Linked DNA regions of Mus musculus: regions 1, 2, 3, 5 and 6 are each linked to region 4. A link is a contact called in public HiChIP or PLAC-seq, Micro-C and promoter capture Hi-C data. All regions are on one chromosome and are shown on one strand. Each heading gives the region's core, a stretch centred on a gene start, on an enhancer-like site or on the middle of the called end of the contact. The rest is flanking DNA. Distances are from core to core; before and after follow the strand shown.

Region 1 (4,610 bases), core at 1,937-4,436, 280 kb after region 4:
AGTGGGGAAGTTACACATTGTGTGCAGATTGCTTTGTTACCAAATGCTGCAGTTGATTTGCACTCTCATAGAGCTCAAATGGGCCTGCCTTCTGGGAGCTTCTAGTCTAAAGGGGAAAATGATCCATGGTCTCGATTAGGATAAGGTAACTTCTTATCTAGGACTACAGTGTTCTAAGACAGAGCAGAGCTGTGCATTCATTTATTTCAGGGACGCCAGGATAGGCTGTGGAGAGAGAGGAGGCTATCAATTCTAGGTAATTTTGTCACTTGGGGATGTTTGAGTCATGTCTGGAGGAATTCTCGGTTGTCTCAGCAGAACACTGCAGTCCACTGTCGCTATAACAACAAACCAGCTGGCCAAGACATCTATAGTACTGTAAGGGCTCAACAAGCCTTGCTGCAAGGTAGTAGTAGCCACACAGATATAGCCCTGCCATTTTGAAGTGTCCAGCCTGGTGGGTACACTGGCACTGCAGAAAGGACTGTAATAATCACAATTGCATGATGAGTTGTGACGTCTAAGCTCAAAGGAAAGTGCAGAACCAGCAATGGCCTTCTGCAATCCTAGTCCAACATGGTGGCCCAATCTCAAAGCTTCAGAGGTGGAGGAGAAGGGTAGCATTGCAAGGCTGGCTGCTGGAAAAGGCTCTTAGCCTTCGGGACCGGGAGAAGCTTCCCGAGGTTGAGGGATGCTAATGAGAAACCTTTCACTCTGTCTGTCTGAAAGCTGCAGCTCTTCTGTTGCACTGTGGAAACAGAAGATCAGGTTAGGTATGAGAGAATAGAGGCCATTGCTATCCCAGGCTGCTCTGGAACCAAATCCTAGATTCTAGCCTTTGTTTGGATTACATCCTCTAATAGGTGGGGAGAGAGAGAAGAGGAAGAACAACATTTTCATGTCAAGCACAGAGAGGAGTGGGATGGGAAGCAATCCTATGTATACCTTTGAGACAGCACAGAAAATCCCCACTGTGGCTCAAAATAGCACTAAAAACAGGGTTTGCCAAATCAGACTTAGCATAACGTTGATGGAGCTGGCTTTATTCCCTTGGGGTGACACTGTCTCTTGGGAGCTTAGGGACGTCAGGTGGGGTGGCTGTGGCCTTTACCAGAAGTTTCTAGAGGTCAGAGATGGGAAGAAGTGATGGGATACCTGTAGACAAAGCCAGCTGGTGAAGGCGAAGGGAAGGGAGCTCTGACTCCTCTGATGAGTGAAGGCCCGTCTCTCATTGCCAGGAGAACTATCATTTAAGCTGTACCTGCTTTGTGCCAGGTACTGGGTGGTCCTCTCTAACCCTTAACTGTTCTGTCAAAGAAACTAAAGCTCAGAAAGGTTAAGAGACCGACATGAGCTCAACCAGTTGAGAATCACAACTACTGGGCTCCAAGTTAACCCTGCTTACCACCTTCCTTTCACATTAGTCATTCACCCGTTTCATAGATAATCAATCAGCTGCTGTGAAATGACACTGTTTTCAGGTAAGAAAAGTTTAAGGTTTGGAGACAGACAGCCCTGAGGTTGACTAGGGAGGTTTTTCTTCCTGTGGGTTTTTCTTTTGGTTTCCTCCATTCTTGGGTGGGCATAATGTTTTCATCCTGGAAGTGGCCATAGGGGTTAAACTCAGCCTGGAAAGGGAAAGAGGCCCCAGGGAGGGAAGGACCCGCCCTGGGCCACCCAGCTTGGCAGGGTGCAATAAAAGAGCTCTGGTGGGGGAGCCAGGCCAGATTGCCTATCTCTGTGCTATATCAGTGTCGAATTTCTTTATTTGAATGGGGAGAGAGGGCAGCCTCCCTCTGCAGGTAGAGAAGGTGGTGTGGAATGTGGCTGTTTGTTTTTCTTTGCCCGTGAAAGCCTTATTTCAGCTCACTTGGCTGTGCAGGGCTTCTGAGACACAAGATGTTCTCTGGGGTGCCTAGCCAAAGTGGACACTGAGGGCACCCACCAACCGAGGGGGAGCTGGGAAACAACATCCTTCTGCCTGCTCCATCGAGGCCTCCTGGCCCCCTTCATCTCCATATCTCCTGGCAGACTCCAGGTTGCTTAGAAAGCCAAGGCAGCCTTTCTTACAAACAAATCTTGTTCACATGGATAGGGGGAGACTAGCTGAGTCTATCTGCTCCTCTTTCTCTACCCAGGTATTGCCCACCCAGCTAGCTCCCTTTATTCGGAGACACCTTGAAGGGACACCAGTGTCATCGTCATTTGTCAAGCCATCAAACTGAGAGCTCCTGGTACTAGGGAGGTGGATTCGAGGAACCACGGGGTGATCATGAGGCAGGGCTTTCTGCAATGGCTGCCCCTCTTTCCCTTCGGCCCCTCCTCTTCAGCCCGCTGGCGGCTGGGAGAGGAAGCCCTGCCGGCAGGTAGCAGAGAAAAGACATAGGATCCAGGGGGGGGAGTCGGAGTGAAAGCAAACAAACAGGCCTTTGTGTGGCTTCAGATTGGCGGCTCAGAAGGGAAGCCAGGCCTGTGGTAGGCGAGAGAGGGAGGAGGTATGGGAGGTCGAGCTGTAGTTGGGTTGTGGGTAGCCAGAGCTGGATGACGAGGCCCATTCCTTGTAGACAGGCAACGCTTGGGCCCTGCCACTTGACTTCTGTACAGATCTAACGGACTCCCTGGGACTAACATACCTTAGGACTAACATACCTTAGGACTGTTAAAGGCCTAGTCAGTGTCGAGCTCCCATTCCACTCTGCTGCTTGTGACTGCAAGGAAGAAGTGGAGTAGTAGGGAGGGTATCATGGCCACCCGGGAAAACAGACTTTCCAGAACCAGGAACACGGTGGGAATTCCAGTGGGGAGGCAGCCCTGTGGAGCAGGAAGGTTTACTGTGCAGTGACAGGCAGTGGGTGTCTGTAGGTAGAGATAGTATCACAAGCCCCCACGACTAGGAGTCAAATTGCCCTATCACTGGTGCAGGCCACCAGGTTGGGGGCACAGGTCCGAAGACCGGTTTCCTCGCAGAGCGTGTGAGGGGTCGTCTTGGGTAGTATAGGTAGTGGAGCTGTATTCATTATCCTAGTGAGGACACCCGCACCAGCCCGGCTGCTCAGACCAGGACCCAAATCTACTGAGGCGCGGTCGGGCCAGACGATCAGGCAGCTGCGTGGTTGCTCCGGGGCCATTTCCTCTCCTCTCCACGACCTCGAAACGGGCGGCGGGAGGGCAGACGCCCGCGCTTCCTGCCCGCCAGCCCGCGGCGCCCCCCTAAGCAGCGTTCCACACGGGAGGTGCAAGGGGCGGGGCGGGGCGGGGCGGGGCGGGCACTGAGTCGCCATGGCAGCTCCTGGCCCGTCATGCTCCGCGCTGCTGGGACCGGCAGCCAAGGCCCCGCCCCTGGTAGAGCCGGGCCCCTTTCCGGGATTGCAAAGCCGGAGGCGTGGCTTCCAGACCTGGGAAGGTACTCTCAGGGCTCTCTGCTGTCTAGCTCTCCCCTCCCCCGGGTGCCACAGCCTTGGTGCTTCTTTGCGCGGTCCTTCACGGACGAGGCGCGGGGAGCGCCCCGACACTCTCTTACACTGGCAGAGTTGTGCCCAGAGGTACTCGCTTGTCCTCGACAGAGCCCAGCACTTGGCCTCTTGTAGCTGGCAGACGTTTGGTTGCCTGGCCAGGAGGTACATTCTTACTTTCTGAGCCCGGGCTCCATCGCCTGCCCTGGGAAACCTGTAACTAAACTTTGTTGCCAAGTTTGACCCATGTAATGCTGCCCTCTCTCCGCATGCTTTTCATGCCTTGAATCCCTAACTTCACCCTCCTGATCTGCTTTCTTTCCTCTAGTCCAGTAAGAGGCTCCAATTCAGTTGGCTTCTGCCCCCTTCTGCTTGTATGGAGCAGGCAGCTAAATTTAATACTGGTCTTAGGGTCTTGGCAAGAAGATTGCCTCTTAAGCTGCTGGACTCTGCCTTTCTTCAGCCTCACCCAGGGCACACACAGGAGGACGAGAGTAGGTTTTTATGGAAGCAGAAGGATGTATCTTGATATGTAGGCCAAGAGTAGTGGTGCACACTTGTATCTCTAGCGCTTCAGGAAGCTGAGGTTGATAGGCTAGCAAGATTGAGACCAGCCTGGGTTGTATAATGAGGAGTTCTTGTGTTTCAAAACAAAACAAAACTTCCCAATTCTAAGTATTTTCTAGTCTGATAATCTGAATATGCTGACTGTAGAGAAGTTCAAAAGTAGAACCAGACCCACCCATGCCTGACATCTCAGCTCCTTTTGAGGTTGAGTGCAGCAGGAGTTTAGGATTAGCTTGTGCAACATACCAAAACCCTCATCTCAAAAAACGATATAGGACCAGTGAGATGGCTTAGCAGGTAAAGGGCCTGCTACAAAGCCTCGTGACCTGACTTTGAAGAAAACTGACTCTGGCAAGTTTTCCTCTACACACACACTCACTCATTCACACTGTATGTGTGTGTGTCCTAAATTCCTGAAAAACAATATGGGATGAGCACAACAAATGCAAAGAATGAAAGAGTCATGCTGTATGTTTGGACTTGTAAAGTATTTGATGACTTTAATAGCTTTTTTTTCTTGCTATAAAAGGAGAACAGGCTTATTATAGAACTTTTGAAAAATATGAGTTAAAAGGAAGAAATTTACCCATA
Region 2 (4,886 bases), core at 584-3,083, 330 kb before region 4:
GGGGTAGTTATGTAATTATATTTTAGTACCTAAAAATGTGGCTAAAAAAAAAAAAGCTACTAGTGTTCCGTCTGAGCCTATCCCTTGTTTTCTCCAGATTCTCCTTAAGGCAGTGGTACACATAGTGACATTGTGGCCCTTCCTGGTCATGAGAGAGGAGGCAGTCACCGCCAGGCTTTCAGCCCGACTATCACATACACAATCCAGCAAACACACCAGGGGCACAGTATATCACGGTCTCTCCACTTGACCCACACTTTGGAACACTCGGAGAAAAGGTAAACGGAGTCACCGAGTTGGGCTCTCGGGATTCCGGAAAAGCCCAGGCAGGGCCGCTCACTGCCTGGCCCTTTACACCCTCACCTGGAAGAGACTCCCAGCGGGGCAGCACCACTTTGCTGGAAGACAAGCGATACCAGAAAGCCACCAAGCAACCGAATAACAACCTGGAACCTCAACTTTTCTGTATTCCTCTGATTGCCGAAGTAAAGGCAGACACCCGACGCGAGCTTCTGAAAGCAACAGGCTGTGAACCTCGACTACTCTCACGTCTTACTCCCGTATTAAGAACCCAATCCGGGCCCCGCCCGCTCTCTCCTGCTTCCTCCGCCCACTGTCTCCCACCTGCTGGGCCCTGAATGGCTCAGGTCTACACTTAGGATAGTGTGTCCAGGGTCCCACCCTCAGCACCCGGTTCTGCTGGGGGACTGCTCTCAAAGAGCCCTAGGCCAGACAAGCGTGTGCCTCTTTGTCACTCTGGCACCTGGCGCGCAGGAGCCTCGGGAGCGGAAGCTTTATGAATGAACTACCGTTAGGGAGGGGAGGGCTCCCGCAGGGGCGGGGCTTGCCCAAAGCAGTTATTGAAGGCGCAGGATCCCAGGGAAGGAATGAAGAGCAGGAGGAGGAGGAAGAGGAGGGTGTTTTAGGCCAGGAGAACTATGGGGTTTCTGTCGCTTCCACTCTTTCAGATTTGCTGGCTCTTTCCTTCGAAGCCCGGGACAGCAGGCGAGCAGATCCTCACCTTCCAGCTCGGTCTCTCTGGTGTTTTGGCAGAGGCGGCTCCAATGCATGGGCCAGACTCGGTCCCTGGCCAGGCCAACCCTGTCTCGGGATCCTCTAGAATGCATCAGCTGGGCTTGGGAGCGAAGGGAGACGCCTGGAAGAGAATTGTATTGCTTCATCCCCGAGGGCACCTATGAGGACGCGGCTCTGGGAGCAGGGATCTGGGCCCGGACGCGGGAAGAGGAGAACAGGGAGCAGGACCCAGGCGCGGGCTGGGGATCAGAGCGCGGGAAGTGGGGAGCGGGTTCCGGGTTCAGACAGCGGGGCATGGGAAGCCGGGCCACAGTATACTCACCGCTGCGCAGCGTCCCGGTTGGCGGGCCGCGTAGGCCGGGCCGCCGCGGAAAGGAAAGGCCGGAGCCCTCCGGCTCCCTCCCCTGGGACACTTCCTGCACCGCTCTAGGACCGAGGAGGTCTCCTCATCTCAGTGGTTCGCTTCCCCGCCTCCTGGCCGAGGTGTACGCGGGGGGGTGACATCCGACACCCCCGGCCCGCCTGGACCGCCCCGCCCCGCCCCGCTCCGTGCTCTCCCGGCCTGGGCCCGGGGCCCGGGCTTTAGCTTTGTGGGCCTTCCTAGCGGGCTCGGGATGCGCGCGCGCGCCCCGGCGGGACCCGGGCGCTGGGGGCCAGTTCGCGCGGCCACCAGCCAGGGAGGCCGGCTTGGGGCTTTGCTCTTCTCTGCTCCTCTTGTGTGGGCGCAGGGAAGGGCTGGTCTGGCGGCGCTGGCGAAATGCCAGAATTGGGAGGAGGAGGGATGAGGTGTAAGGGGATCTCCCAGTGACCATTTGCATCCCGTGTGTGCTGTTGTGCCCCAATCCCTTCCAGCCGCAATTCCATTTCAAAGCCAACGCTGCCAGAGCCACCCAAATCGGTAGGACTGGAGAAATGCAGACCCAGCGATCCACGGTGCTCGCCGAAGCAGCGGCCCGCGGCTTCGTGGCATGGAGATGATCTACGATTTCTCTGTTTAAGGAAGACTGTAGCACTCTGGGTCCCTCTGAGCACCAGGATAGTCCTGGTGAGTACGGAGAGAGAAGGTTGCCAATCCTGAGAGTATGAGTTGGGGAGCTTGTCGCTGGCTTAATGCATAAACACAGGACAGAGTGACTTAAGTCACGGAGAGTGAGAGGTGACCAAGAACTAGGGCATTGGAACCTATTCCTGCCTCATCTACCCTGTGTTGAGTAGAGTCCAAATCCTCCCTCAGTTCCCTCGGGCTGGACAATGGAGCCGGACTGTCAAAGGGAGGAAGCAAAGAAAAATCTGCCTAGAAGTGAGCTACTGTGCTGATTTTTTTTCCCCTTTCTGGTTCTCTTTCGAAGGTACATGGTAGGAAGTCACCCTTAAAGAAGGTGGTTTGATAGAGACACCCCACCACCGGCAGACTTCGTGCTTCCGTTTCCTTCTAATAATTGGGACTGGGACAATCTCTTCCGACTAGTAGGTATGGAGTTAAGGGTCGAGGTTTTGGGACATTAGGAGGTGAGTCAAGTGGATGATTGTTCCCCAAGTGCAGAAGAACGCTGAGCAAGCAAGGGTCACCCAAGGCTGGGACTTAAGGCTCACAGAGAGCAATAGGAGCCACCTAGACTTACAAATCCATGCCAATCCCTTTTCAAAAACACCAGCCAGGAAGCACAGCCTGGAATGACCAAAGACCCCGTTGGGGAGTCAAGCCTAGTGATTAGTCCAGTTGTGTATCCCGAAGGGCTGCTGTTTAGGCTCCTGCCTGGTGGCTGCTCAATACTTGGATTCCTCAGAGGCGCACTTATTGGAGCCCTCACGCAGGTAAAATGCAGCGCCAGGAGGTGGCTGATACATGGGATTTTTCTCCCCCCACAAACACTTTCCCTTTAGTTTCTCCCCCTGAGCTCACAACTCTCAGGATTTAGGTCCCCTCTCGCTGTTCAGAAGCCGCCAATGACTCCTAATATGCCTTCTTTCTGTGTTTCTTCTGCATAGAACCTGGAATAGGGACTAATAGACTGGAATCGGAGCACCTGTGTTAAATCACACCCATCAAGGCGCAGTCAGGTGATCTAAGGCCTGCGTGACCTCTCTGTGCTTCAGGTACCTCCCTCATACAGGAGACTGATGCTGTCTGCTTCATTGTGAGGCTATTCAGGGAATATGTACTGAGAGTCTGCAAGACAGCTGCAGTTTGCCACTCCCATCCAGATCCTGGGCGCATCTGTGCACCCCACTGACCATCGGAAGGGCGAATAGTGAGCAGAGCTCTGGTCAGTGGAGCCACGGGGAAACTGAATCAGAACAGCAACCTCAGGACTGAGTTCTGAGCAGAGCCTGAGAGTTGTTACCATGCTGTATTGAGGAGTCAGGTGTGTCAGGCATCCTGGCAAAGGTGGTCTTTGAAATGAAGGAGTTGAGGTGATGGGGCCCTGGGGCAGCCACAGAAAGGCATTTCACTCTGTAACAAGCAGGGTTCTGTCAGGAGTTGTGGGTGAAGTACCTGATGACACTTGTAAACCCTGCTCTGTGGTCCCAATGATCCCCCCATCTCTGTTGCCATCAGAGTGACAGCCTTAAAATGAGTGTGACTTTGATTTTTTTTTTAAAGATTTATTTATTATATGTAAGGACACTGTAACTGTCTCCAGACATACTGGAAGAGGGCATCAGATCTCATTATGGATGGTTGTGAGCCACCATGTGGTTGCTGGGACTTGAACTCAGGACCTCGGGAAGAGCAGTCAGTGCTCTCAACCACTGAGCCATCTCTCCAGCCCGGGACTTTGACTCTTGCCAAGAATGGGAAACAGACTTGAAAGTCAACTTCCTACCCCTTGGCCATGGGAGTACTCTAGCTATGGTGTAACTGAGGGGGGCCGACTGCCTGGGTGCATGCCTGTGAGTCCCAGCACCTGGGAAGCTGAGGCAGGAAGACGGAGAGCTGGAGGCCAGCCTGGGCTGTGCTGCATGTCTAGTAGCAAGGCAGCCCAGGCTAGACTCTTATCTCAAGGGGCAAAAACTAAGGAAGGTGGGGGCACCAACTAACAAAATAGGAATATTACTTTTTTTTTCCTGGGGATTCTGGAAAATTTCCAGAAAATCCGATGTCCCTTTTTATTCCTTTTGTGATCCTTGGCAATTATTAACTGTCAGGAGATTGGAGACATTGCTTAGCTACAGATGATTAAAGACTCATGGCACCTTAACTTAGCGTAGATCTAGCCAGTTTGAACTGGCCTCCCAGAAAAGATACTTTGGCCTTTAGATCCTTTTGGCCAGCTCTTCTCTGAAACAGGGAAAGGAAGAAGTTTAGCCGGGTCACTGAGGTAGAACTTGGGGGTGACACAGAGGAACCTAAGAAGAAAACCCAACTATAAGCAGCTAGAAGGGAGCAGGGTGGTGTGGCGCACAGCTTTAATCCTGGCAGAGGCAGGCGCATCCGTGCAAGTTCAAGGTCTACAGAGCTGGTGGTCTACAGCACGAGTTCTAGGACAGCCAGGGCTACCCTGCATAGGAAAACAGAGAAAAGGGAAGGAAATAATACCACCAGGGACTGGCGAACAGTAAAAGGAAGCTGAGAAAAATTGGGAGATCACTGGGAGGGGGCAAATGAGGGGAATGGAGGCAGATACAATCAAAATACTTTATATATGTGTCTTTTATCATACCTGTATCTTGGGCTTTAGAAACTGCTAATTTGAGTTTTATTACTCTTAAGCCACAGTACATGTCTGAATATCTTAGGTCCAATAGACGGAACTGGTTTTCTTGACAAGGGTTCCCAAACAATGTGTCTGATTCTTCCACATTTGCAGGGATCGCATTTGGATGCATGTGCAAGCTGTGCTGTAGCC
Region 3 (4,568 bases), core at 1,388-3,887, 390 kb before region 4:
TCTGTGTGGTATCTGCCTTTGTAAGGTTATAACTTGCCTTCACCAGGACAGGTACAGAGTAGTTAGCCCTGAGAGGACCCTGTGTGAGAGAGACACAATTACTGTGGGAAGTCATGTCAGGCAACCCCTGGGTGTCAAGCAAATTCACATAAATGACGTTCTTGGGGAATAGGCCCACGTCACTGTGACTCCTAACACACTGGGATTGGCATAATGGGTCTCTTTCAGCATTTCCACCACACATGTGCCCTTGAGTAAAACTCAATAGCAAGTAAACAGCCTATTTTTAGTTAATTTCCAAAGTAACAGAAGACGCAACATTTTGCACACCTTCCCATTACAAGGCTGAGTGGGAGAACAGTGGGGCAGTGTGTCCGAGCGGGGGCGGCAAGACTGGCTTTTTCCATTACCTGCCCTCCTGCTCTGTAGCAGACCCTCTTTCCACTCCCTCAGAAGTTCCCATCCCCACCCTGGGAGGCTCAGGCATGCTGTCTGAGGATGTTTCGAGCAAACACCACAGCCTTGCTGCAGGGTATGCTCTAGAAATTCAGAGAGAGAAATGAGACTGTGCAGTGTTTCCACCTCCCCTCCCCTCCCCAGGGTGCCAATTCCAATCCTTTCCTGTTTTCTTCTGGGGTGGCTCTGCCCAGGATGCGCAGTTTCCATAGGTCTGTGTGGGCTGGGGATGTGCATCACCAGCACTTCCCAGCTGGAGGTAGGAGAGGCAACTTCATGGGCACACACCTGGGTTTCGGGCCTCTCGCCAGGCCTCACATAATCGGCTCTGTTACTAACACCCAGAGGCCAGCTATCATGTGAAGACCAGGATTACAGCACTAACTACACAGGGCACAAGGGCTCATGTTCCCATTACAGTGCCACAGGCTACGCTGCCCCAGAGCTCTTGAGAGCATATATACCTACCTGCTGGCCCTGACCTCTTTCTTGCTCGTGGACAATGGTCTTAGATACTCAAGCAAAGAAGTAATTCCTAACTGGGTTTCATACTTTCCCAGAAAACAAAACAAACTACATATTTTACCTCTACTCTCATGTCCTAGTCAGTACAGGATTCTGGGACCCTAAAAGGGTCCTTATCAGTGAACACCAGAGGAAGAATGTCCTTAATTCAGTTCAGCTCTGACAAATGTCTGCCTCAAGATCATATTAGGTCCCAAGGGTGGGGTTCTGTCTCCCAAGATGTCCCTACATTGGTGCAGATGCAAGCCCAGGTTGTAGTACCACTCTGATGGCCAGCACCTAGAAAGCAGGGTTCCAGAGGTCCTCCTTGGTTTGGAGTTCCCCTAGAAGCTCGTATTACTCAGAAAACCACCAACTTCTAAGAAGAACCAGCCCTCACCTCCCTAAGCACATAGGATCCTCTGAATGGGTCTTCTAGGGATGCTGTGGACATGACTGATGAGACACTGACCACTGATGACCCACTCAACCTTTAGCCCTAGAAGCTGAGGGCTGGGTTCAAAGTCCCCACCCTCTGATCCTACTCAGGTCTTTCAGTGAGCCATTCCATCTGGAATCTACCCTACTGGCTGTTGGATGGTGTTGGACTCATTAGCATGCAAAATGGCATTTATCAACTCAACCTGTCCAGGAATTTTAAGAATTGTAGGCCAATTGTAGGAGGAGATTTTAAAAAATCTAAAATGGTGTTTCCAAATATAACATGCTGCCAATGCAGGAAAAGAGGGAAGAGAGGGAGGGGGTAACAGGGATAAAATGTATAAACACATGCATACCTGGAAAAAACTGGCTCAATACCAGAGTTAGTGATTACACGTGAATGGAATTCTGGGTGCGTTGGGGTTTTATTGTTGTTGTTATTGTAACCTGGCTTTTTTTCTTTTGGAGCTAAGTCATGATTTGTGGTTCATTTTGGCTTAGAACCTCGGAACCTTTCCGTTTCAGCATCCCCAATACTGGGATTATAGGCGTGCACCACGAGTCCTGGCATCGATGTTTCTCGTCACTTGAATTTCTCTATGAGCTGTCATCTCTACCATGACCTAGCCGCAACACAGCTCCAGACAAGCGTCACGATAAAGGCCACAACAGGCGAGTTTGGCCAAACAACCCTCCTCCGCCTCGTTTCTATCCTTCCCCTCTTCCCAATGCATACATACCTCTCTACCTGAACCTCAGCATCTCCCCCCCCCCGCCCCCCAAAAAAGCTCATTTTCTCCTTTTAATTTTTCCTCGTTCTATTTCTAAGGAAACATCACAATCCTTTAAAAGGTTCCTCCACAATCTATCCAAGACACTCGGGAACATCACCCCCACCCCCCACCCCGCCGCCCAACCCCGCCGCCCCACCCCCACCCGCCGCCCCACCCCCACCCCGCCGCCCCACCCCCCGCGGATCCTGACCGCCCGCTCTGCGCCCCAGCATCCTCTCAGGACCCAGTCATCCTTTGAGGTTTGAGACTGATGTTCATCTCCTGTGTCGGTGGCGGGCTCCGGTACTGGCTAGCTGCGCGGTAGCAGCTCACCTGAGGCAAGAGGAGCACGCAGAAGACGCAATGGCACGCTCCACTGGACCACCAGACAGAGACGCCAGCAGCTGGGGAGCAGGTCAGCCACTCGGCGAGCGCTTGTACGCCTGCGCGAGAGGGCGGGGCCGCGTAGGCGCGCACGCGCACACCCTGGGAGCCCCAAGGCCCGCGTTCCTGCTGGAATGTCGCACCTGTGGCTTTTCGTTCCGGGCTCTTTCTCTGTGGTTACCACTCCGAGCTGATTTTAGGGGGTTTCTCAGCCTCCGGTCCCTATTTGGGGTGTAGCGAGAAGCCGGACTGGGCCTCTGGGGTCAGGTTTCCCGGTGGATGGATCGGGAGACACGCACCTTTGCCGAGCGGTACTACCGGGACCTCCGAGACCCAGTCCCTAGCGGCGGTGGCGGCCCCACACCCAGCGGCGTGACCTTCATTCAGACCCCGAACGCCTTCTCCTATGCTGACTTCGTGAAGGGCTTCCTGCTGCCTAACCTGCCCTGCGTGTTTTCTAGCGCCTTCACCGAGGGCTGGGGCAGCAGGCGGCGCTGGGTGACCTCGGAGGGAAAGCCTGACTTCGAGTATCTGCAGCAGAAGTATGGTAGGAGGGCGCAGACGGGAGGTATAGACCCCGGCATGGGAGGGCGGCCGGGGCCGGACAGACTAGTGGAGTCTGGATAATTCGGCCAGAGGGTGGCCGGACCCCAAGATGGTGAACTACGTGTATGACTCTGCCATTTCTGTGCTGACTCTCTCGCTGCAGGAGACGCGGTTGTACCGGTTGCCAACTGTGGAGTGCGAGAATACAATTCAAACCCCAAGGAGCACATGTCCTTCCGCGACTATATCAGTTACTGGAAGGACTACATCCAAGGGAGTTACTCCTCTTCGCGGGGCTGCCTCTACCTCAAGGACTGGCATCTGTGCAGGTAATAAGACAGGACGGCGCATGGCCATTGGGCACTTACCCTAAGCAGCTAGTGCAGCCAGTCCAGGTGGAGCACGCCCACTGCACTCAGAGGGGCTACCTCTACAGCAGAGTTCTAATGTGTATCACAGAACTGATGCGAAGATGTGGGGAGATCAACATAGCGAGCCAGGTAGACTATTATGGGGAAGGTAAGTCTTTCGTACATCTTGTATGGGTACAGGCGGCCTGGTGTCTCCTTCCTCTTCTGTATTTTTGAGCTGGTATCTCAGATCCTCTGGGGCTGTCCTCTCTGCAACCCCACTGAGAGGACGCTTGTTCCTTCTACGATTGCTCTGGGGATTCTTGCCATCCCCTGGGCCATTCTAAGCTCTCTAAAGGGACAAGTGACCTTTCCGCAACCACTCTTGTCCCACTTTGGAAACCCCTTTACTCTTTAAAGACACATTCAATACTCTCCCTTATCAGCTTCCACTTTTCTCACACAGCATCTTGTGACAGCTTTACTTAGGAGATTTTTGACGTCTTGCTGGAGCAAGAATGCATTGCAGTCAGTAGAAACTACTTCAAAATTTGAATTATGGTGTCTTCCCAGGCTAGCTATATATGGTCTGTTCATCTCCCACCCTTCTCTCTCAATGATGGACAGGGTCAAGAAGCCATAACCTCCATCTAAACCCCCGGATCTACTAAAATGATCACACCTTTACAGTGTGCTCTGTTGCTGTGCTAAGCTACGGTAGTCATGCACTTAGGCACACTGTTGTGTTTTCCTTTTGGAACTGGGAATGCTAAGGTTGTGAGCATATAAACACATACTGTTAGTATGTTTTGACATTTATGGTATTTTCAGCTTGGACATGTCAGTACGTAAGGCCATCATAAGCCGAGGCGCTCCCTACATCTCAGGAGTTTGGGCTGTCCCTAAGACCCAGCTCACGTGATGCTCTCTTTGGGAAGAGCATTACCCTTTTCCATGGTGACCCTGCGACTGTGTGTTTTCCTCTACCTGACGTCCCTTTCACAAGTACAGACCATTGTACTCAGACCCCCAGCAAAAGGCACAGTGTAACATTGAGTGAACCAATGAACAGTTGAATTCCTGTATCATTTGTGTGCGCAATAAGGCTCTGAAC
Region 4 (4,738 bases), core at 1,351-3,850:
AGAGGAAACACAAGACCTCCCAATCCCCTCTGGGCTCCAGAAAGCGCCTGCAGTTCCTAAAGCCAGAAGTCTACATATCACTGTCACTGTCTTTCTCAGAACCAAACAGGACTTACATTATGCCATAAGTTCCTCAGCTCCACTCCTCTCCCTTTCACGTCTTAATTCCGAACATTATCACTTCTTGTATGGACTACTTGGCATATCTTCTAAATGGTATATATGTTTATTCCAAATTCTACTTCTTATTATGCAAACTCAATCAAATTACACTCTAGGCTTTAATAAATCCAAACACCCCAGCTCAGTGTCCAGAGCCAACTTAATAACTGGTTTCTACTGACTCACCTCCCGGTCATTCATCAACTTGGGCTCTTCTCTCTGCCCTCGCCATAATTTCATTCCCCACGACTCACTATCCACCTACTCTGTGCCCTCAATGTACTACAAGAGACTGTGGTGACCAGGTAACTCAAAGTGAATCCACGTGTAAGGGTCTACTGAGCAGCTAAGCAACAGCTCCTTGGACTGACTAGCCTCCAAACTGCTAAAAAAAAAAAAAAAAAGGGGCTGGTGAGATGGCTCAGCGGGTAAGAGCACCCGACTGTTCTTCTGAAGGTCCTGAGTTCAATTCCCAGCAACCACATGGTGGCTCACAACCATCCCTAACAAGATCTGACGCCCTCTTCTGGAGTGTCTGAAGACAGCTACAGTGTACTTACATATAATAAATAAATAAATCTTTAAAAAAAAAAAAAAAAAAAAAAAAAGTTCCACTTAATGGCATTATAGTGTGGCTAGGAGAAAAGACAGGTGGGTCTCTGTAAATTCCAGGCCAGCAGGATTACACAGTGAGACCCTACCTCCAAAGCAAACAAAAACCAAGTGCATGTTTACAGACAATCTACAAAACTAAAGAGAACCCTCTCCCATCCAGAGTCTATACTCCAGCTAGCCTCATTCTTTTCTCAGAAGCAACCCAGTGTTACCAGTGAACACCTTAAGGATCTAAAGACAGTCCACATGAATAGGAATACTCACCCATGCGCCATGCAGTCTATTTATTCACATAGATGGCACTGTGTTGTGTACACTATTAAGCATCTTTCTGCTATTTAATGATGACCTCAGATTCCTTTTCAGTTTGCAAAAAGTATATGCACTTTTCTTCCCACAGCTGCATAGGAATCCATTTGTACGGCTGTGCTGTAATTGTCTAATTTTAATTTTCTGTGTCTGTATGTGGTTATGTGCATGTAAGTGAAGGTGCGTGAAGAGACAGAAGAGGATGTTAGGTTTTGGGTCCCTTGAAGCTGGTGTTACAAGGGGTTGGGTGTCCACTAACAATGCCAGGAACTGAACTCTGGTCCTCTGAAAGAGTAGTACATGCTGAGAGCTGTTCTCCAGCTCCACTTAATTAACTTATTTAGAGACAAGGTTCTCATTGTGTAATGCTGGCTGGCCTTGAACTCAAGAGATCCACCTAACTCAGCCTCCAGAGTTAGGGGACTAAAGGAGTGCACGCCTATGCTCACTCCTTACTTAACTAGTCCTACCTGTATCGTATGGATGAATGACTTATTTAAAGAAAAAAAAAAATCACTCACAGGTGTCTATCTGGCCTGTGAGCTTAAGTCTATCACTGACAAGGAAAACGAGAATTACCATTTATTTTGCATGGTGTCATCATTTAAACCTTACAAGAGTTAGGTGGACAACTACCCGGACACACCTCATACCTCTCTTTTTCTACAGATGAAGAAACGAGCCTAACCTCACGGAATTTCCACATGTCAAAAGCATTTCTAACATGCTTTCTCCACTCCATTCCCTTAACTCTATTAAAGAGAGGTCACATTCTTCTGGCTCAAGATTATGGGTGTGTTCAAGTGACGAGATGAATGGACCAGACGGTATGCAAATTAAGGGGGGGAAATAAAGTAACAACTGTACGCCCTAGAGATGTAGTCCGACTACTGAAAGCTCCCTTGGAGCTCGGTTCGACCAAAATAGGGGCGGAGGATTCCGAGCGTGCGCCGCTGGCCAGCCAAGACTCACGCCTTCTAGCCAAGGAGCCTAGAAAAGACTCCCCTCCAGCCGCTAGAAGGGCCTGGTGGGGGCGGGGGGGCAGACCGGCAGGACGGACAGGACGCTAGACCAATCACCAAAAAGCAGTGATGGCCAAGGGACCAATGGGTGCTCCGGAATGCCCCTACCGGAAGTCACGCCCCCAAACTGTCAAGCGGCGCCCCGTGGCTGGGGCCCGGAGGGGGGGTGCTGGAGGGGGAGGGGAAGGAAAGTCTCCGGGGCCCGAGGCAGGGGAAGGCGACGGCAAGGACGACGGCGCACGACAGCACGAGGACTGCTCCCCTCGGCCGTGCGCTCCTACCCTAAGCACCAAGGCTTGAGCAGGTCCAGGGGGAGAGGCTAGAGAGCGAAGGGCGGTCCCAAATCCGCACCGGTGCCAGGGCATACCGGGCCAGCTCTGCGGCCCAGGCCTCACCTTGAGCTGAGAGCTGTCGGACACTGTTCACGAACTGCTCCAGAGCAGACGCCATGTTTCCCCCCGCTGGTGGCCCGAGCAACAGAGGTAAGCTCGCGCGGGAAAAAGCGACTGCTCTAGGAGGAGGGGCCCGGCGACCCACTAAAGCCTGGAGGCAGGTTGTGTCACTTCCGCCGGCCAAGCGCCGCGAGATCTTACCTGGCTGAGGCACCCCCTCCTGTCTCCATGGAAACAGTTCCGCTAGTCGCCGGAAGTCAGGTCCCCTCCCTCGCCTTTCATTGTAGTGCACTTGGGAAATCTCGTCTCATGTTAAATGGAAATAACGAAGAAAGGAAAGAATAACACTTAAGCACAAAATTTCTGGGCCCAGTTTTGCTTAGAATGACTGAACATTATTTTAAACCTAGCCACATACTTCCGACACGGCTCCATTGCCACTTCCGGAACATGTCACTAGAGAGCCATACTTTCTTCCAAAGGCAAGGGAAAATGACTCCTTTTGAAGGATGGGGAACTCGTTTTATAAGTTCCTAGGAATGGTGGCTTTTATCTAACGACCAGAAACCCTTCTGTATCTGAGGTTGTGCTCATTTCTGAACATACACAATGCCTGAGAACTAACAGCTTAGTGCTGGACAGTTTCCCAAGTCAAAGTGTAACATTAGGAAGGTTTTGAATTCTAAAGCTGAAAATTAAACACCAAGCAATTCCTCGGATTTCCAGGCTCCCCAGGTCTAGACTGAAGCAGTGATTTTTCTCATTCCATCTTTGGTTTCTTATATGACCATCATCTATCTGTAACAGTTAAACTCAGGTTAAACTTTCCCTCTGAAGCAAGCTCGGTAATCTAAGGCTAAGGGGTTCTGATAGATAGCACAGCACACTTTAGGTTCCTGCTTGGCTCGGAACTAATTTCTTTCCTAGGATTTCTAGTGCTGTAGCAAAGATGAGAAAAAGGTTACTTTGTATCACTTCATAAGATGAATGAAAGGCCTCAGGCAATGAGGCTTTAGAGGGAGACTCTTGAAAGCAACCGGGATCCAGGGTGTTAGTGTTACCGCTCTAAGGGGCAAGTTTTCCCTAATACAAGTGTTGCAGTTCCGAGGGGGCAATGCCAATGAATGTGTTACAGCTCCGGAAAGACTTCTCCAATGGAAGTATTACAGCTCTGAGGGGAGAGGTTGCTTGTGTGTAAGTGTGACAGCTGAAGGGAAAGTTATCCTGGCAGTCTGGAGCCAAGGAATGCCACAAAGTCACATGGCACATCAAACGTCACTCAAGAGATTGGGAGAGATAACAGAGGGTGCTGCCTCTCCTGGGAGAAGCAGCAGGGAATTGGTGAGGAGACAGGCTTATACAGAGTTTCATGGGGAAGGAGTTTTCCAGGGTAAAGATTTCCACGGTGAGGATTAGTGAGATTTCAAGCCAAACTCAAAGACTGGTGAGAGTTTGTGCTCAGGGATTCGTAGGTTTTGGAGCTGAGGAATTGGTGGGTTGGTGACAGGAAACGGTCACCAACAAGGATATTTAACCAGATTATAGGTTCCTGGTTTACAGTTGGAGATGGCACTACCCTCTGGAGGAATACTGCTTTATCTTCATCCTTCCAAGTGGTCAATGAACCACAGCTCCAAAGGGGGCAGAAACACCAGTACTAGTGGCATATCTAGTCATAACAAGAACTCTTTGCACACGTACTCACCAGTAAACCTCTATCTTGTTCCCAATATAGACCCACATATGGTTCTCTATAAGTTGACCGGGCATTACTATGGTCAAAGGGACTTTAGGGGTTGGACATCCCATTCTTTTGCTCATATAGCATCTTCATCTGTGGTCAAGCGGGTGGGCAACCACTCCCTGCTTGGATGGTATAGAGTAGTCAGGGATGAGCCAAGAGCCTGCATTTGTTGTCTCAGGGTAATGTTGCCCAACCCCTGTATGCTCTGATAAGGGGAGGCAGGAGTCCATAAAGGACAAGGGGAGAACCCTATGTGACTAGCAGGGCGAGACCTGATACCCAAGCAACTGGCAACAACTGGTCCCCAACCGGGGGACACTTAGTGAAGTCCACAACTGTGTTTTCAAATGGGGTTTCTCCAACACTCTGTACCCTTGAAGAGACATTAGGTCCCCAACTCAGGTTATTTTGGATACACATTTCACATTGTATACCACCTGGGCTGTGCTGGAGAGTCAAAGGATGTACAAAAGTCAGCTTAATAGGCCTTTATG
Region 5 (4,425 bases), core at 1,078-3,577, 460 kb after region 4:
CAGTCATTTAACTTTTCTACCAGAAATAGCAAGGCAGATGAAGGAACAAAAAACTAATTTAGGGCTGGGCGTGGTGGTGCATGCCTTTAAGCCCAGCACTTGGGAGGCAAAGGCAGGCGAATTTCTGAGTTCGAGGCCAGCCTGGTCTACAAAGTGAGTTCCAGGACAGCCAGGGCCATCCAGAGAAACCCTGTCTCGAAAAACAAAAACAAAACAAAACAAAAACAAAAACAAAAAACCAAAACAACAACAAAAACCAAAAAAACTAATTTATACCAGTTATATTGAATGGTGGTAGCAGTACCTTCTTACATTTATGATATTCCTAGAAGCTGAACTGGTTTTTTGATTTTTATGCATTGAAAGAATATAAAGTCCTCGAAGGGAAAAAAAAAAAAAAAAAAGAAGAAGAAGAAGAAGAAGAAAAAAGAAGAAAGAAACAGTAAGGAATAGGCTCTAGGCTGGACTGAGCACGAGCAATCTTACTGAATGTATTGACTCTTCTCTAAGGAGAGCTGCCTACCCAAGACTCCCAGTCTCTCAAAGGCACATCACCTGGCCCAGCCTCCCTGTTAACATTCCTAATCCCAGAGGAGGCCACCCAGGAGCTGGCTAAGTATTGGTTAATCCAAGAGGCCCAAACTGAGATTCAGTCTGTGATGACAAATACAGCAGGGTTGTGAATCATTTAGGAAGCTGTTTGTTCCTATCCACCATCACGAAAAAAAAAAATCAGGAATATCAACACAGAACAAATAGGAGAGATTATAATGTGGCCACCTTAAAATATTAAGAGACTCCATGCACTTCCTTGTACACTATGCAGAGCTAGTAGACTGAATCCCACACAGGTTGTGTAACTTACTGAGGCCAGCATGACTTTAAACAGTAGTTCTAACTGGGTCACCTTGAACAATACAGAACAAAGCTTGCCAAGGGAGACATGCAAACAGAATGACCAAATGCAGTGGGGAGTGAGCATCTTCCTAGCTTAGGAGATTTTACTGTAGAAAAAGAAAGTTAATGCCATGTAGCTTTTCTTTCTCGGTGCTGGAAATGACAGCATGACGATGTTTGCTTTAACAGGGTGGGCTCATGGGGAGAGCCTGACACCGTGTCACCCCCACACACTGACAGTTCACGTATGTGAGAAGGGTGATACAGCCGAGTTTCCCATGGAAGTGAAGAACGGTACCAGTCCTCCTCCTCCCCCTCCCTTCCACTCCTTTGGAGGCCAGGCCCTGTAGGCAGGCAGATCCTTTCTTGATAAAAACATTCCCAATCACTAACTGACAGGTCAAGCAAAACTTCTCTGGAGAATACACTGGAACAAAAAGCAATTTGGCTTCATGAAAGTGACCAAAGCAGCACTGGGAAACCGTCAGCTTTCATTTGGATGACCAGGTATTCCCACTTAGGAATCAATTACAATAGACTGGAGCTACAGCTTAGTGGAGATGAGGACCCTGCTTCCATTTTTAATACCATAGAAAATGAAGAGTCACGACTAATTTATTTTTGGTGTGGTAATAACCATGGACTGATTATTATTGAGGCTCAATGAGTAATACGTGGGGATCGTTATAATCATCATTTCCCTTTTTTGTGTGTTTGGAACTTTCCATAAGAAAAAGAAAAAAGCCAAGGAGAAAGCATAAGGCCATTCATAACTTTAGCCTGGCCATAGATGCCTGAGGAAGGAAGGAAGGAAGCGGGGAGAAGAAGCGCCAACTGCAAGCATGCATCATTGAGAAAAACTGCTCTTCCCAACAAATGAGAGGACAGCTATGCAATGAGGGTACATCAACAAGGCAAGAATGCTATGTAGCTTTTAAAAATGATAAATACTTTGGCCTAGTTGCTAAGTGGAAATGAGCAGTGGAATGCTAAGCAGAAAGGCAGCAGCACAAAATATTATGTGCATACTAATAACAAGGTAAAAATGCATGCCTCCATAATGGGAAGGCTCACAGGAGACTGCAGAAGCCACATCCTCCCTTTAACACACAGCTTCGGTGGCCTCCTATTAGTGAGGGAGGCCACCCCCACAAGTGCACTTGCAGAATTAATTGTGCCCCTCTGGGATCCCTATGATGGGCTCGCTTACTCTCTATGGCTTAAATAATGTCTTTCCACAGACTTGCCTTCCCTGATAGACAGCGAGTTCTACCTGCACACAGCAGGTAGTCAGTGATGTCTGACCAAAAGAGTAGAACATAAATAGCTACTGTCTGAAATGTCTCAGGGAATTCTTCCTTCAGAGCTACTCACACCCACAGGAACCATTCAGGAAAAGCATTCCTTGGTGGTAATCAGAGAACAATGCCTCCAGTTCTGATTCACAAAGTGCTGCCTGCACTGTGGGCAACACAAAGCCAGGCAGACTTCCTGTCCAGACCCGCAAGCAAATGAGTCTCACTGCTGTGGCTCCTGATACTTAACTCCCCAGGTACAGCTGGGGAACAGGCCTCCCCTCAGCCCGACACTGTGGTGAGAAGTAAGGGCAGGAGGGCAGCCAGGACCATGGCCACTCCTAGCTCTGTGCAGGGAGGGTGTTAGATCACACTGGAGCTTCAGGGGCTCCTGAGGGCAACAGCAGGGACAGTCCAGGGCCTTCCGGTGGGGTATCACCTGTTCTTAGCTACCCAGATGCCGCCCCATCCCTCCTGCCTACAGGTGCTTTGAGTAACAGGCTTGAGGAGAGGGCTGATATTTTAGGATGCCAGAAAGAAATTCAGATAGCCACTGTTCAGAGCAGCAGTGTGGGGCAGGGGACCGTGCCACTAGACAGGAAATCTGGTAAGGTCAAGTGGATTCAGGAGCTCCAGCAATTTTCATAATTGAGAACGGTAGGCATTAAATCTACCCTCAACCAGGTTCCTGTTCTGAAACATGTGACCATGACACCCCACGGAGAGGACTGTTACAATCAGTCTCTTAGGGACAACACCTGCAGTCCTTCCCCATGCAGATAAGGCATCCCTGACATCTCAGACCAAGGCAATAGAAAGCATCTGCCTCTAGATCCCACCCCACCCCAACACGTTTATAAGGCCCTATCCTCAAGGAATAAGGTGCACAAGTTATTTCACCAAAGATTGTCTGAGTGCCTGTCTTACCGATCGAGCTGTAACACTCCAGGGAAGAGGGTTCTCTCTTGAATCTTTCATCTGGATCTTAACCTGACCCAACCAGCAGAGTGCTGGAGCCTACGGCAGCCACTTCCTCCTCCGTAGCTCCAACCTTTGCCCCTAGTTGCCTACTGCATCCTGACACGACACCTGACTGCCATCAACTTCACAGCAGCAGCTGTGGAAGAGGCCCTGCAGCCTGCCTTGCTCTGGCTTCCTCTCAGAGAGCTGCAACTCTTTGGCTGCTCTGGCCAGGGCCAGAGCTCCTTGGATCCCCATAGACAGTGCCCGGTATACAGACCAGCACTTTGTTTAACTCTTCTTAAATAAGATGTCTGAGAATCTGGTAGACTTTTCTAGAAAAGCTCTCACACACAATTCTACACACCTTCTCAACAGGTTCTTCACTCAAACCAAACCACGGTAGCTACTAACAGGAATGTTAAAAATAATATGGATGCTCACGAATAGCAAGACAGTGGCCAGGCCTAAGGTGAAGTTGTTACCTTGATGTGCAGCAGCTCTCTAGGAAAAGCTTAGTTCTGTGCATTTGTGAAGACCCCCAGCACAGAGAGCTGCCCTGACTCCATGCCTGTATTCAGGGAAGGCAGGAGAGTGGGTCTCACTTGGATGCTCTGATCTGAGCCCATGCTGTTCTTCTCAAGGCCCTAGAAGACAAGGCTGTTATATGCTACCCATCAGGCAGTCATTCTGCTGAGCTACCTTCAATGCACCAGACCTGTGAACGCATAAGCTTTATTTAGCTCATTTTTCTAACAACTCCCACCCCAAATTGGTTGAGGTGGTGCTAGGGAACCAGCAAATCAAAGACTTGCAAGAGTGATGAAAAGGGGAATCCAGGCATCTATAGCAACACAACTACACACTTGGCAGGGGAAGAAAAAGACAGGAGCACCTCCTCCTGCCAGCAATACCCACCAGACCCTGCCAACAATACTCAAGGGCTCATGCGGGCCTGCACCAACTAATTCCATCACTTGTCTGAGATAATAGCCCTCTCAGTATTCTCTTGCAAGGAGCTCCTCAACGTGCCAGGAAAACTTTCTGTGGCAAGTGTTGCTGCCTCACTGCCCTGGGCCACCCTCCCTGCCTCTCTCTGTGATGGTACAAGTCAAAAAAAAAAAGGGGGGGGGAAACTTAAGGTTTTTTGTTTGTTTGTTTGTTCTGTTTTTTTAATAATCATTTACTTCCAATGAAAATAAAGCAAAGATGACCATGAGCCTGGAATTATAGTTATTTTGTTTTGTTTTCGAGACAGTGTCACTATGAAGCC
Region 6 (4,527 bases), core at 1,072-3,571, 480 kb after region 4:
AACCAGGCAGAGCAGCCTGGAGAGTCAGATGCAGAGGGAGGCTGAGCCAGGGGAGGCCTCGGGAAGTGAACAGGACTTGGGAGTCGGGAGGGTATGGGGATCTAGGAAGACTACAGGGCTGAGGAGAAGTGGGGAAGGCACGAATGTGAATGTGCAGATAGGCAGGCTGAGCTGCCTCCAGGCCTCCCACTATCAACTGCCAAAAGGAGGGGTGACGTCAGATTAGCTCATCTCTCTCCTCTTAGACTACCTTTTATATCCCTTTTATATCACCCTGAATGGTCACTCTTAAATAGAAATTCTGGGCTGGGGAAGTGGACAGCACTTGCTTGAAGTCCCAAGGACAGTAAAGAAGGGAGAGAAGGGAATAGGGGAGGGGCTGTGTGAGGGCACCTACAAGGAGGGGGCTGCGATCAGGGTGCAAAGTGAATAAATAAATCAATTAATGGAGGGGGTAAAGAGAGAAAGAAAGAAAGAAAGAAAGAAAGAAAGAAAGGGAAGAAAAAATGGTTAAAAAACAAAACCAAAAATCTTCCCAGGAGGCTTAGCAGCTAAGAGTACTGGCTGCTATTGAAAGAACCTGGGTTTGGCTTCCAGCATCTACATGTTTGCAGAGGATCTGAGGCCCTCTATTGGCCTCTGTGGATATGAGGCCCACATGCTGTGCACAGACAAACATGCAAGCAAAACATTCATACACATATATTAAAAAAAAATTAAAAACCTCCCAGAGCAGTGGGGCATAGTAGCTTACTCCTTAAGGTGACTAGCTCAGACTACCCCTTTGTGTAGGCATCCTCCCTCTGTCCCGCTCAGGCGTGCCTGTTCGCAGAGCACTCCACACCACACGTGTGGGTCTGTCTCCTGACGAGAAAGCAGGTGCTCAGGAGCAGAGAGGCAGCAGACAAGGTGACTAACACCAGGTGGCTTTAGCACTATTGAAGACATTAATAATGAGACCCCCTGGGCAGGCAAAACTGGTCTGTGCCCATCATCATGGTGTCGAGGAGCAGCTGCTTGGCAAGCTGCCAAGCAACTGGACAGGTGAGTCTGCAGCACTGAGCAGAGGGTTCCTGCTTGACCTTGGCCACGGCAGCCTTGCTGTGGTGTCCTTCAGGGGTCCATAAAGCGTACTGTTCCACCCGTCTGATTTAGTGCTGGGAAGTGTTCTAACAAGTGGGGAATGACACCCACAGCTTGCTGCCCTCGGCATCTCTATGGCTACAAACTTAAAGAATATTTATGATCCCTGGGATCTGAAATTTGGTGTCTGAGAAGCAAAGAAAGGTCAGAAGATAAATGAACATGGACCATCTGCTCTTGGGTGGGAAGCAAGTCCCCTGTTATCCAGAGATATTCTCCCCAGTGCACTAAGCACCTGCTCTCTCTGAAATCTCCATGCCAACACAGCAATTTTTATTTAAGTTGAAAAGGAGGGTAAGAAGCTAAATACAAGCATGCCAACTCACAGGGCACTTGGGAAGACTCAGGGAATCAGGAGGCTGACAAACAGTCTACAGTCCTCTTAGGGAAGGGGCAAATTGTACTTTCCACATTAAATTCCTAGCAACAAGGCTTAATGGAGGAGAAGAACCACTCCCGGAGCTGTCTGCATGGCTGCAGACGAGGGAAACTCATGGGCTAGCATCAGAGGAGCACCACCTCCTTATGGGCTAGCATCAGAGGAGCACCACCTCCTTAATGCTTCATAGGCCTGCTGCTCATCCAATTCCCAACACTGTGCTCTGACATTCCAGCAGATGCTGCCTGCCACCACCACACCAATCCTTCATCCTTGGGGACCAATGAGAATGCAAGATTTCCCATTAATCAGGGCCATGGACACAGAAATAGCTCATCTGACCTTTGCAAATACCAAAGGGTGGACTGAAAGCACAAACTGGCAAAGGTAACATGAACGTCTCCAGCTTTCCTTTCTGAGATGACTTTATGTGGTCATTAGCCAGGAAACAGATTGCTATAAGGCTCCACGAGGTTACACATTAGCCAGGAAACAGATTGCTATAAGGCTCTGCGAGGTTAAAAATGAGGTAGAAACAGGCACGTTGGAAGTGAGGTAAGCACGAACAACCTTAATGAATTATTTAGTGCACATTAAAAATATATAGAGCTCGGAAATCTCCCAGCATTGGACTGAAAACAAGTCACACATGGAACCAGCAATTCTCTAAATGAACACTCACATGGATTTCAAGGCATCTGTGGACTCCATCAGTAAAAAAGAGCTGTATCCCTGCAGAGCACAGGTCAGCCACTGACAAGGAGACAGACTCTCTAGGAGGAACAGGTTACGTGGGGCCAACCTGATTATGAGCAACACACTTATACTCATTTCCTACTGATGGCCTGTGCATTTTAGTCATCTCTTCTAGTCAAGCAATGTTAAGAGCAAAGGTGACCTCTTGGTATTTCAAGGATATTTCTCTGCATACAAAGCCGTATGCTAAGAAATCTTAGTGAAATGCAGAGCTCTGGTTCCCTCCCCCCATTACAATAATTACTGAAAATTTGAGGAACACAAGAAGATCTTGCGCTTGAGGATATCCTGGGCTACGTGGAGTGCTAGGCCAGCCTGGGTTATGTAGCAAGACACTACCTCAACATTCTAAAAATGAAAACAACTTAGGAAAGGAAACCTGAGGAACAAAGTTCAGAAACGTTACACAGCTCACCATCCACAGTCAATCCTTATAACTGCAAAGTTCACCCTTGTGAAGGGCACAAGTCCAAGAGACTTAGTTATTTATTTATATACATGCATAAGTAGCTCTCCTGTTAACTCCAGGATATTTCTGTTTTGTTCCACAGTGCTAGGGAATTTCAAGCACACTCTACCAGAACTGTAAAAGCAATAACACCTGAGAGACAGCCCGATCTCAAACTCCAGGAAAGAAAGAAGCCTGTGTCCCAGCAGTAGTCACTGCAGTCCCCACTCTTCTCAGGCTATATGACTTAATCAGCTCTCTCTGGATATAGACTTGTCTATTCTGAACATTTTATGTAACTGCAATCAAACAACGTGTGGCCTTTTGTGTCTGGCTTCTTTTACTGAGTGTATTTTACTTGTGTAATTTTGTGTTGGTTTTTTGTTTGTTTGTTTGTTTGTTTGTATGAGACAGGGTCCCACTGTGTAGCTCTGACTGCTCTGGCACTTGTCTAACTGTCTCTGCTTCTTGAGTGCTGGGATTAAAAGTGTGTACTACCATGCATGGCTCATTTGTGTAATTTTTAAATCAATCCTTTTGTCTGGTTTCTTTTCTATCTTGAGCCTTACAAATTTAAAATATAATCTTGGGACTAAGAATGTAGTTCAGTGGTAAAGTGTGTGCTTAGCATAGACATGGTCCTGGGTTTAACTCTTGGTACCATAGGGAAAAACAGAAGAGAAGTATAATCCTTTGCTAAAATCCGGTCAAGCCTGGCCTTTGCAGCTGATGAATTATTGACCCTAAGCTAGAATTGTAGGCAGCAGCAGGCTGGTTTTGCTCTCTAAATGTCACCCTCCATGCTGGTCTAATTTTAGCAGAAGTGCTTAGAAATTAGGAATGTTCTTAATGAATACTACTTCACCTCCACATAATCCCAAACATTAAATACAGTGTTCAACAAGGAACAGAAAGAACTAGACACAGAACTAGATAAGAAGAATTGCCTCCTAGCCATAGAGATCTCAATCTAGCTAATGTGAAGTGTTAGTTGTATCCCTACCCATCTGTAAGCATAACTCCTAAAACACCACAATATGGTTATACTTGGAGATAAACAGTTAATTTAAAAGAGCTGTTAGAAGCTGAGCAGTGGTGGAGCACACCCTTATTCCCAGCACTCAGGAGGCAGAGACAGGTGGATCTCTATGAGTTCGAGGCCAGCCTGGTCTACAGAGCAAGTTCCAGGACAGCCAAGGATATACCAAGAAGTCCTGTCTCGAAAAACAAAAAACAAACAAACAAACAAAAAACCCCAAGAACAAAATAAAAGAGTTGTTAGAGCAGTCCTCTTCAAATCTCAGATGCCTAGAAGAATGGCTGTGTGAGCACAGAGCAAGAAGGTAGATGGCGGTAGATGGCCTTCTGCAAGAGCCAGGGAGCGAGGACCTTAGACTCCAGGGCCTCCAGAACTATGAGAGAGTAGGTACTATCAAAGCCAGCCAGTATGTGGTATTTTGTTATGATGCTGTTAGCAGACATCTCATTTCATGCTACTTTAAAAGCTGTGTGTATGTGTGTGTGTGTGTGTGTTTGTCTGTGTGTGTCTCTCTGTGTGTGTATCTGTATGTGTCTGTGAGTGTCGGTTCCCATAAGAGCCTGAAGAGGACATCAGATCTCCTGTAGCTGAGTTATATGTGGTTTTGAGTAACCACATATAACTCAGGAACTAGGAACTGAATTCCAGTCCTCTGCAAGAATAGCAAGTGCTCTTAACCACTGACCTATTTCTTCAGCCTCTCAACACTATTCTTAAAAATAGAATTTTATTTTCTTTTGTGAGACAGGATTTCATGGAGCT

Evidence for each region. Promoter capture Hi-C pulls out the DNA fragments that hold promoters and counts their contacts. Hi-C and Micro-C count contacts between places; a contact is called where the count stands out from the background. HiChIP or PLAC-seq counts read pairs in DNA pulled down with a chosen protein or histone mark.
Region 1: a contact with region 4 is called in an H3K27ac HiChIP or PLAC-seq map of trophoblast stem cells, with 17 read pairs. The contact joins the promoter of 4930412M03Rik here to the promoter of Cops3 in region 4. A contact is called at or near these places in 5 of 39 promoter capture datasets (the HPC-7 cell line, embryonic stem cells, neural stem cells and 2 more), 2 of 484 Hi-C or Micro-C datasets (B cells and embryonic stem cells), 10 of 115 datasets of contacts at active chromatin or transcription factors (bone marrow-derived macrophages, effector CD8 T cells, embryonic stem cells and 5 more) and 4 of 9 other capture datasets (adipose tissue, embryonic stem cells, liver and 1 more).
Region 2: a contact with region 4 is called in a Micro-C map of embryonic stem cells, with 4 times the contacts expected there. The contact joins the promoter of Zkscan17 here to the promoter of Cops3 in region 4. A contact is called at or near these places in 1 of 39 promoter capture datasets (cranial neural crest), 6 of 484 Hi-C or Micro-C datasets (LSK cells, embryonic stem cells, muscle stem cells and 1 more), 9 of 115 datasets of contacts at active chromatin or transcription factors (the NIH/3T3 cell line, differentiating embryonic stem cells, embryonic forebrain and 4 more) and 1 of 9 other capture datasets (embryonic stem cells).
Region 3: an H3K27ac HiChIP or PLAC-seq map of epiblast stem cells shows a contact between it and region 4, with 4 times the contacts expected there. The contact joins the promoter of Jmjd4 here to the promoter of Cops3 in region 4. A contact is called at or near these places in 1 of 39 promoter capture datasets (hematopoietic stem and progenitor cells) and 1 of 115 datasets of contacts at active chromatin or transcription factors (epiblast stem cells).
Region 5: a contact with region 4 is called in a promoter capture Hi-C map of liver, with 2.6 times the contacts expected there. The contact joins the enhancer-like site here to the promoter of Cops3 in region 4. A contact is called at or near these places in 8 of 39 promoter capture datasets (3T3-L1-derived adipocytes, the C10 cell line, HPC-7-derived erythroid cells and 4 more), 2 of 484 Hi-C or Micro-C datasets (cortical neurons and granulocyte-monocyte progenitors), 7 of 115 datasets of contacts at active chromatin or transcription factors (the 230-238 cell line, astrocytes, craniofacial prominence and 4 more) and 3 of 9 other capture datasets (embryonic stem cells, liver and pancreatic islet).
Region 6: a contact with region 4 is called in a promoter capture Hi-C map of neural stem cells. The contact joins the enhancer-like site here to the promoter of Cops3 in region 4. A contact is called at or near these places in 6 of 39 promoter capture datasets (the C10 cell line, cranial neural crest, embryonic stem cells and 2 more), 3 of 115 datasets of contacts at active chromatin or transcription factors (astrocytes, embryonic stem cells and large pre-B cells) and 2 of 9 other capture datasets (liver and pancreatic islet).

Annotation. Positions count from the first base shown.
Region 1 is chr11:60,112,046-60,116,655 of GRCm38.p6, forward strand. 4930412M03Rik (RIKEN cDNA 4930412M03 gene) reads right to left here and starts at 3,187. Exons shown (of 1, transcript NR_164317.1): 1 at 172-3,187. The region is part of intron 1 of Rai1 (retinoic acid induced 1); the gene reads left to right.
Region 2 is chr11:59,504,807-59,509,692 of GRCm38.p6, forward strand. Zkscan17 (zinc finger with KRAB and SCAN domains 17) reads right to left here and starts at 1,834. Exons shown (of 10, transcript NM_172941.4): 1 at 1,358-1,834; 2 at 1,022-1,156. It overlaps 4933439C10Rik (RIKEN cDNA 4933439C10 gene), which reads left to right and starts at 847. Exons shown (of 5, transcript NR_015585.3): 1 at 847-2,080; 2 at 2,385-2,506; 3 at 3,025-3,132; 4 at 4,848-4,886.
Region 3 is chr11:59,447,408-59,451,975 of GRCm38.p6, forward strand. Jmjd4 (jumonji domain containing 4) reads left to right here and starts at 2,638. Exons shown (of 6, transcript NM_178659.6): 1 at 2,638-3,105; 2 at 3,268-3,433. The coding sequence starts at 2,838. Snap47 (synaptosomal-associated protein, 47) reads right to left here and starts at 2,627. Exons shown (of 5, transcript NM_144521.3): 1 at 2,508-2,627.
Region 4 is chr11:59,837,167-59,841,904 of GRCm38.p6, forward strand. Cops3 (COP9 signalosome subunit 3) reads right to left here and starts at 2,601. Exons shown (of 12, transcript NM_011991.1): 1 at 2,504-2,601. The coding sequence starts at 2,558.
Region 5 is chr11:60,299,619-60,304,043 of GRCm38.p6, forward strand. All of the region lies in intron 1 of Tom1l2 (target of myb1-like 2 (chicken)), which reads right to left. Among named protein-coding and RNA genes, the nearest start is that of Gm38501, 43 kb to the left of the region's middle. Within about 2 kb of position 2,328, at least 131 of the 459 cell types and tissues checked have an H3K27ac peak or open chromatin away from gene starts, as enhancers often do. A contact at or near this core is called in astrocytes, double positive thymocytes, embryonic stem cells and 2 more, where this site is marked.
Region 6 is chr11:60,318,845-60,323,371 of GRCm38.p6, forward strand. The region is part of intron 1 of Tom1l2 (target of myb1-like 2 (chicken)); the gene reads right to left. Among named protein-coding and RNA genes, the nearest start is that of Tom1l2, 32 kb to the right of the region's middle. Within about 2 kb of position 2,322, at least 21 of the 459 cell types and tissues checked have an H3K27ac peak or open chromatin away from gene starts, as enhancers often do. A contact at or near this core is called in pancreatic islet, where this site is marked.